2 separate regions of the Mus musculus genome follow, and region 2 is linked to region 1. Evidence: chromatin contacts called from public promoter capture Hi-C data. All regions are on one chromosome and are shown on one strand. Each heading gives the region's core, a stretch centred on a gene start, on an enhancer-like site or on the middle of the called end of the contact. The rest is flanking DNA. Distances are from core to core; before and after follow the strand shown.

Region 1 (4,117 bases), core at 979-3,478:
TTTTAATGTTATACTCTAAAATTCAAGTATTAATTTCTGTGTATAAAAATACCCATCTTCATTCAGTTTTATTTTTGTCCTCAGGTTTCGGAAATCGTTTTTCAAAACCCAAAGGACCAAGGAACCCGCCATCAGCTTGGAATATGTAACGCACCTCTGGATTTATAAGAATATTTGTTAAAATTGTACCTGCAGATAAAGCTACTTGAATACTGCTATAATAATAATATCAGTAATGAGGATATATTTTGTCAATAGTCTTGAAAAGGAAAGCAATATGTGACAAACTTCCAGCAAACTTGTATTTTCATATTCCTTATATTTCACTGGGAACTGCCAATAAAGTTTGTACTTCAGTTTATGCTTCAAAGTGTATTTACTTTTCACGTTTGAAAGTTATTATATTTTACTTTCTTTCTATATATGAATTTTCTTTAAATATAAATTTTTATTTTGAGATGATGTCTCCTCCTCCATAGCCTTTGGAGGGCTGTGGTAACAAGCACACAAGTCCAGCATAAACATTAATTTCAATAGAATTGTAAGAATTTGATCATAACGTTCTCTTTAAAATATTTTTATGTATACAAGTGTTTTTGCCTGCATGTATGTACAGCACCTGTGTGTAGTGCCCATCGAGGCCAGAAGAGAGAACCAAATCCCTTGAATTGGAATAACAGGTTGTGACTTGCTACGTGGGTTCTAAACCAGGGTCCTCTGCAAAAGTAGTTAAACGCACTTAATTCACCATCTGAGTTGTCTCTCCGACCCTTCAACTAAATTTATACACTGCCTTAATATTAAAAATAACTTTAAAAAATAGATTTTGCTATGCAGCCCTAGGCTGGCCTCAAACTATTGATCCTTCTCCAAGCTGCAGACCGCTGCTATTGCAAGCGTGCTCCATCACGACTGACTAAAGGTTTTAGTTAGAAAACAAAGCACTCCTTCCTTTGTGCTTGCAGTACTGCTTGTGAAAATGACTAAATGTCTAAACGGAGTGTATCTCCTCAATTTCCCCAATTGTTGCGTAAAAGAAGGAAAGATGATGTACAAATAACGGCAGTGATCACTTCTGTATTGCTATGAGGTGTCCAACTGTATGTATGTTTACCCAGTTATTCACTTACCAATTCAAGAAAAAAAAATCAACAGCGGTTACTTTTTGTTAGCACTTTAACTTTCTTTTTTGATAGTGTGTTCTTCATAGAAAAGGCCCTATAGATAAACGTGTCCACATAAAACGAATTTATGTTCACAACCATTTAAAGGTACTGGTGATTTGAAAATGTATTTCTATATGACTATGGATTCTTCTAAGTAAATTATATTTCAAATCTAGTTTTATACAGTAAATAATTTAATGGCTCTTTATTATTGTAAAGGGTTGGCTTTACTTTCCCTATCAGTTTAATATTTTTACTTATGAAAATACAGCCTAGCAACAGTATTATTTGCGCTTTAATACTTTTTGTTGGGAAACCCAAATGCTAGGGCAAATTGACCTGTATTGTTACTTGTTTATTGTAGTACAATGTATACCCAGTAGGTGTTCAAGAACTTCTCTATTTTAAACGATAACTTTTATTACAGAAGTTCACTCAGCCTAAGTTACTTCTCTGGGAACTAGTGGTGTTAAACCACAGTGTCTTTTATATGCCTAGTACATCATTGTAGTCGGTTATTTCCAAATAGCTTTCTCAAGGACTTAAATGCAATTCTAGGTAAAAAGCTAAAGTAATGAAACTCAAAACGGATTTCTGAGTAAACACCATCTCCTGGCGAACAGTGTCAGGTTGACAGCGCTTTTCACATTTGCAAATTTATATGTATGGGTTGAAAAAAAATTAAAAATTTCTATCGAGACATTTTTTTTTGTTGTTAACTATAGCTGTATGTTCAACAAAAATGCTGGATTCTACCTTTCCAAGAATTGGAGGGAAAAGTGACTCTGGCAAGGCGGAGCTGCGCTCAGGGAACGCCTAAGGCAACATTTGCACCTGCCTTGAGCCTGCAGCGGTCGCCACAGCAGTGCTATAGGAAATGCTTCAAAAAAATTTTTTTTTTCTTTTCTGAATAGCAGCTTTACAATGTTCTACAGCGAAACCGTCGTTTTACATATTCCGAAATTCTTTTCCTCCTGGTTTGTCAAGGGTAAACTGGAGATTCTTTTACCTCACAAAGGCTATGGGGAGAAATACGAAATTGAAAAGTCACTATGGAGACCACCTCCGGGCAAGATGAAGGAGGAACACTGGAAGTGGAGCGCCTGAACACACGGCGAGACTCTGAAAGCTATTAACATTGTTTGGGCGGTTAGGGCGGTTGGCGGCAACTCGCCGGAGGGCGGCAGTTGCGTGGCACCCCGAAGCGTGCCTAGGCGCACGCTCCCCTCCGCTCCTCCACTCAGAGAGCAAAGTGGGGGCGGAGGGGGAGGGGGAAGAACGCGAAGGGCGGTGGAACTACAACTCCCGCAAGGCCTTGCGCGTCCAGGGTGCTTTACAATAGAAGCTCGGTTGGCGAGGTCTGCGGAGAGGTGTCGGAACTGCCGTTTCCGGCATGTTCAGGTCTACGAGAACGACCGATCAGTGGAGGGTGGGGGAGAGACTCCAATGCCCAGCGGGCCATGCGCGGGCAGCGCTTGCGCGAACCGCGGACGGGGGGGCGGTCGGGCCATTTAAATGTGTGTTTGTGGGTGAAATGGCTGCGCAGGTCGGAGCGGTTCGCGTAGTACGGGCGGTGGCGGCGCAGGAGGAGCCGGACAAAGAAGGGAAGGAGAAACCCCATGTTGGGGTTTCGCCGCGGGGAGTGAAGCGGCAGCGCCGGGCGAGCAGCGGGGGTTCTCAGGAGAAGCGGGGGCGGCCGAGCCAGGACCCCCCTCTCGCTCCCCCTCATCGGCGGCGTCGTAGCCGCCAACATCCCGGGCCGCTGCCTCCAACGAATGCCGCCCCAACCGTCCCGGGCCCTGTTGAACCTCTGCTCCTGCCGCCTCCGCCGCCACCGTCGCTGGCACCCGCCGGGCCCACTGTCGCTGCCCCGCTCCCGGCCCCGGGCACCTCGGCCCTCTTCACCTTCTCGCCTCTGACGGTGAGCGCGGCCGGGCCCAAGCATAAGGGCCACAAGGAGCGGCACAAGCACCATCACCACCGCGGCTCCGATGGTGACCCCGGCGCCTGCGTTCCGGGCGATCTCAAGCACAAGGACAAGCAGGAAAACGGCGAAAGGAGCGGAGGGGTGCCTCTGATCAAGGCCCCCAAGAGAGGTGAGAGCAGGCGAACCGCTGGGGCTCGGGCTGTAGGTCTCAGTGCCCATATCCCGCCCCTTTAGGACTGAAAGACGCCGCTCTACTCCCCTGAGCCCACTGGAGTGGACTCGGGATTGCAGGCGGTTGCCACAGTTTGACCTACTTGAGGCTTCTCTCTGAGGCCGAGCTGTCAGTTTCCATCCCTGTTTGCAGTTCCCCCGGAGCCTTTGCAACATTTATTTTCAAATTCGGCAGGGTTTCCGCGCCGCGCAGTGCTTGGCATCGGATTAGTAGGTGGGGTACTAAAACCTCCCTTTCTGAAGTAAAGGCTTGTCACTGAAAGTCCCTTCTTGTTCTCTTGCTTGGAAATCTTTAGTTTTTCTCATTCCTGGCACCAGCATATTTACAGGTTTGACTCTGGGCTCTGAGTTTGAATTCTTAAAGAGGTTACACAACTACTGGTTGCCTTAGCTTCGGCGAGGTTAAAAAAATCATTTACGGTGTTTATTTTTCAGCTAGACGTAGTAAAAATAGTTTTTTAAAAAAAAATATTAGCCCTTTTAATTGTTAGTATGGTTTAGGATTGGTTCGAGGAAGGTTTTATCACCCTCTGAGTCTAGGAAGTATACCAACCGTATCTCTGAAGGGAAGGAAGCGTGCAGTAGGATGCAGATGCAGATGTAGATTCTAGTTTCATTTCATTTTGCCAGAGCACTGTTTGAGAATCTCTGCAATTCCAGCAGTCTTTAAAGGTTTTTCACATAGAAAAAGTAGGACTAAGAGTGCTTTTGAGATGAATTAGGTTGGCCAAAATTGGTGTCTTCTATTGCCAGATACTTGTAGCATGTATTTATATTCTTTATGGAAGAAATG
Region 2 (3,692 bases), core at 670-3,169, 4.7 Mb after region 1:
TTAATGACTCTGTTTTAAGTTGCTGGGGTCAGGCTCTCAAAAATCACGTGTTTCTGTCCTCCAGATATGTGAGACATGAGCCTCTCTCTCCCTCCTGTGTGGGATATTTCAATCCAGAGAAAATTGGCAAATGACAGTATAGCTAATGATTGTCAGCCATTGCTACTCTGTTTTCTAAAGGTCCTCATTTTGGTTAATTTCTGTGGGTCCTTGCCCTCTGAGCCCTGTCCACCCTCAGCAATGGCTGGCTATGAGATGTTTTTTCTGTCATTTGACATCTTTCCTCCAACTCTAAACTAGACTCCGGAGTCCACGCTAAACTTGTAGAGGAAGCACAGGGCTGTTCACTCTGCTTTGTGCCTGTTCTGCTCATTTGTTTTTCCCAGTTTCCATTTTGGAGTTTGAGTTAAGAGGGTTGAATTATCCATGCTTCATAGTTTATACGCTGATAGCGTAAGTGTCTATAGTCCTTTCCTTTTTACTTATACATATTTATACATATTTATTTATGCCCTATTTCCACCTTTTCTGTGTTGCCATCTTTCTGATATATTTAATGTCTCTGCTTTTTGTTTATTTGTTTGTTTGGTTTGGTTTTTCGAGACAGGGTTTCTCTGTGTAGCCTTGGCTGTCCTAGAACTCACTCTGTAGACCAGGCTGGCCTTGAACTCAGAAATCCGCCTGCCTCTGCCTCCCAAGTGCTGGGACAAAAAGCATGGACCACCACTGCCGAGCTTTGGTTTTCTTGTTTTGACTATGTAGCCCTGGCTGGCCTCTAACTCAAAGAGATCTTCTGGCTTCTGCCTCCCAAGGCAGGGATTAAAGGCGAGTGCCACTACACTTAGCTCTTTCATAATTTTAAAATATTTTCTTATTATTGTGTATGGAAGCCAGAGGACAACCTTGCAGACTCTGTCTTCTCACCTTTCACTTTTTATACAGGTCCCAGGGATTGAACCTGAGCCTTAGGCTTATTCCGCTAGAGCTTTTATTGACTGAACCATTTCTCTAGCACATCTTTTGTAATTTAAAAAAAAAAAAAAGAAGAAGAAGCAAAAAACGGCCGGGCAGTGGTGGCGCACGCCTTTAGTCCCACCACTTGGGAGGCAGAGGCAAGCGGATTTCTGAGAACGAGGCCGGCCTGATCTACAGAGTGAGTTCCAGGATAGCCAGGGCTACACAGAGATACCCTGTCTTGAAAAAACCAAAAAAAAAAAAAAAAAAAAGCGCAAAACAACCTTCCAACCCAAACTACATATATATATTGCGTATTAACGGAGGCAGGAAAGATTGCTCCGTGGTTAAGAGTATTGGCTGCTTTTCAAGAGACTTGAGTTTGATTCCTAGCCCCTATATAGCGGTTCACAATCGTCTATCTCTAGTTCCAGGAAATCGGTTGCTCTATTTTGGCTTCTTTGGTGCTGCACACACATGGTACACATACTTGCCGGCAAAACACCTATTTACATAAAAGAAAGTAGATATATAATTATATAATAATATAGATACTATATATAATATCATGGGGCTTGTGTACTTGAGTGGATCAGCCCCAGAGGCAAAAAGTCATCCTATTTTTACAGGCATTTGTGAGCCTCCGTAAGTATGCACAAATTTATCACTTATGTTTTCTGAGACATGGGCTCATGAAACTTGAGCTGATCTCGAACTCGAAGCCCTCTTGCCTCTGCCTGCCAAGTGCAGAGATTTCCCGGCGTAGTATACCACGCCTGGCTTCTTTGTAATTTTTAATTCCTCCTTCAGGATTCCACACGTAAGAGCACGTCACTGACTTCCAGCCAATCCCAAGGCCGGGGTTGGGTAGGAGAATGAACGCGCACGCCTCTCTGCGCAACGCTGGCCAGGCCGGAAGTGACGTACGTATCTTATAAAACTCGCCAGCCGCCGGTGGGCGGGTTCAGAAGGCTGGCGAGCAGCTAGCATGGCAGATGAGGAGGAAGACCCCACCGTGAGTGAGCGCCTGTCTCAGCCTGGTTCCTCACTCCTTTCGGATCACTAGCGGAGGCAGAGTCTGACCCGCTTGTGCCTTAGGGATTCCCGCCGAGAGTCCGGGGGCTCCGCGGTGTTTTCCTTTTTTGGTTTACCTTAGTCAGTGCGTGGGACAAGACGGGAAGGAAGAGTAGAAAGGGTCTCTCTTTGACCTGGATCTTCCCGACACTAAGACATCTAGAGGGTCATAGGAGATCAAAGCTGATTAAAGCGGAACCAGCAGCCCAGATGCTGACAAAACTAGTGAAGATAGCGGAGAAACGATGAACTAAAGACAGGAAGCTTGGGATCCAAATTCTCCTTTGGCATCGGTTTTCTTGTGAGGTAGAGTCCAGCCCAGTTAAGGAAAGTTCTTAGCCCTTTATCAGTTGCTTCCGATGACAGCAGAGAGTAGATTTTAAACTACCAGGTTTTTACAGTAGTCTTGCTTAGCAGTGTGACAACTAAATTGGCTAAAACCAAACCCAGAACCTGAGGTCGTTAGAACTTTACACACGCACGGTTGTAAGGTTGTTAGCAGCCGTAATAAAAGCCTTCTTGCACGACTTGAGAATTGGACTAGGGCTTATGAGCCCTTTGGTGCTAAATTTTCGTGGTTTTGTGCAGTTTGCTTTAGCTTCTCACTTTCGAAAATGAAAAAGGGTCACTGGGCGTGGTGGCGCACACCTTTAATCCCAGCACTCAGGAGCAGAGGCAAGCGGATCTCCGTGAGTTCAGGCAGACACGGGCACATAGTGAGACCACTTTGTCTCAAAAAAAAAAAAAAAAAAAGTGTAGAGAGATAGCTTTAGTGCTTAGGAGCATTTGCTGTCACATCTGGCAACCTACAGCGATTAGACCTAGTTTGGCCTCTATGGGCAACAGCAGGCACATTTATGTAGGCACACAATACACATAAATAATAAATGCCTTTAAAAAAAAAGATGAAAAGAGTGCAGGAGGTGTAGCTCAGTGGTCAAGCATCTGTTTAGCATCGTGAGCTCGTGGGTTCAATTCACAGCACTCCACAAAGAGGGCGAGCAGGAGGAGACTCGAGGGAATATCACGTGCACTGCAATCATTTGCCATGTCCGTGTTTTAAAATTTCTAGTTTGAGGAGGAGAATGAAGAAATTGGAGGAGGAGCGGAAGGTGGCCAGGGGAAGAGAAAGAGACTTTTCTCGAAAGAATGTAAGTTGTACTTTCTAGTGTTTTTATTACAGGTGGTGAAAGCTTTTGAACATGTCTTTTCAGAGTATATTGTTCTGCATATGTTTGTTTATAGGGACAGTGTTCTCAGAGTTGCCTATAAGGTTGCCTGTTTTTATTCTTGGTGTTTGTTTGTTTGTTTGTTTGTTTTAAAGATAGGCTCTGTATAGCCAAGGCTATACTGGTGCTTACTGTTTAGCCCATGCTAGCCTTGGTTTGGTGGTAGTCCTGCTTTAGCCTCTCAAGTCCTGGGATTGCAGGTGTGCATCCCATGGTCAGTATAAGTCTCTCTCATGTCTACTAATTCTCTCTGTGTGACATAAAATAATGAATGTGATCACCTCTGCCCTCCTCCTTGAGGCAGGGTTTTTTTGTTTTGTTTGTTTTTGTTTTTCTTTTCCTTTTTTGAGGCTTGGTTTTTCTGTGTAGCCCTGGCTGTCCTAGAACTCTTTCTGGAGTTTAGAATAGATCAAGATCTGCTAGTCTTGAACTCAC

Evidence for each region. Promoter capture Hi-C pulls out the DNA fragments that hold promoters and counts their contacts.
Region 2: a contact with region 1 is called in a promoter capture Hi-C map of pre-B cells, with 3 times the contacts expected there. The contact joins the promoter of Taf13 here to the promoter of Rsbn1 in region 1. A contact is called at or near these places in 2 of 39 promoter capture datasets (liver and pre-B cells).

The regions. Positions count from the first base shown.
Region 1 is chr3:103,911,892-103,916,008 of GRCm38.p6, forward strand. Rsbn1 (rosbin, round spermatid basic protein 1) reads left to right here and starts at 2,229. Exons shown (of 8, transcript NM_001356556.1): 1 at 2,229-3,262. The coding sequence starts at 2,560. Ptpn22 (protein tyrosine phosphatase, non-receptor type 22 (lymphoid)) reads left to right here. Exons shown (of 21, transcript NM_008979.2): 21 at 85-361. The coding sequence ends at 149.
Region 2 is chr3:108,569,780-108,573,471 of GRCm38.p6, forward strand. Taf13 (TATA-box binding protein associated factor 13) reads left to right here and starts at 1,920. Exons shown (of 4, transcript NM_025444.2): 1 at 1,920-1,969; 2 at 3,101-3,179. The coding sequence starts at 1,943.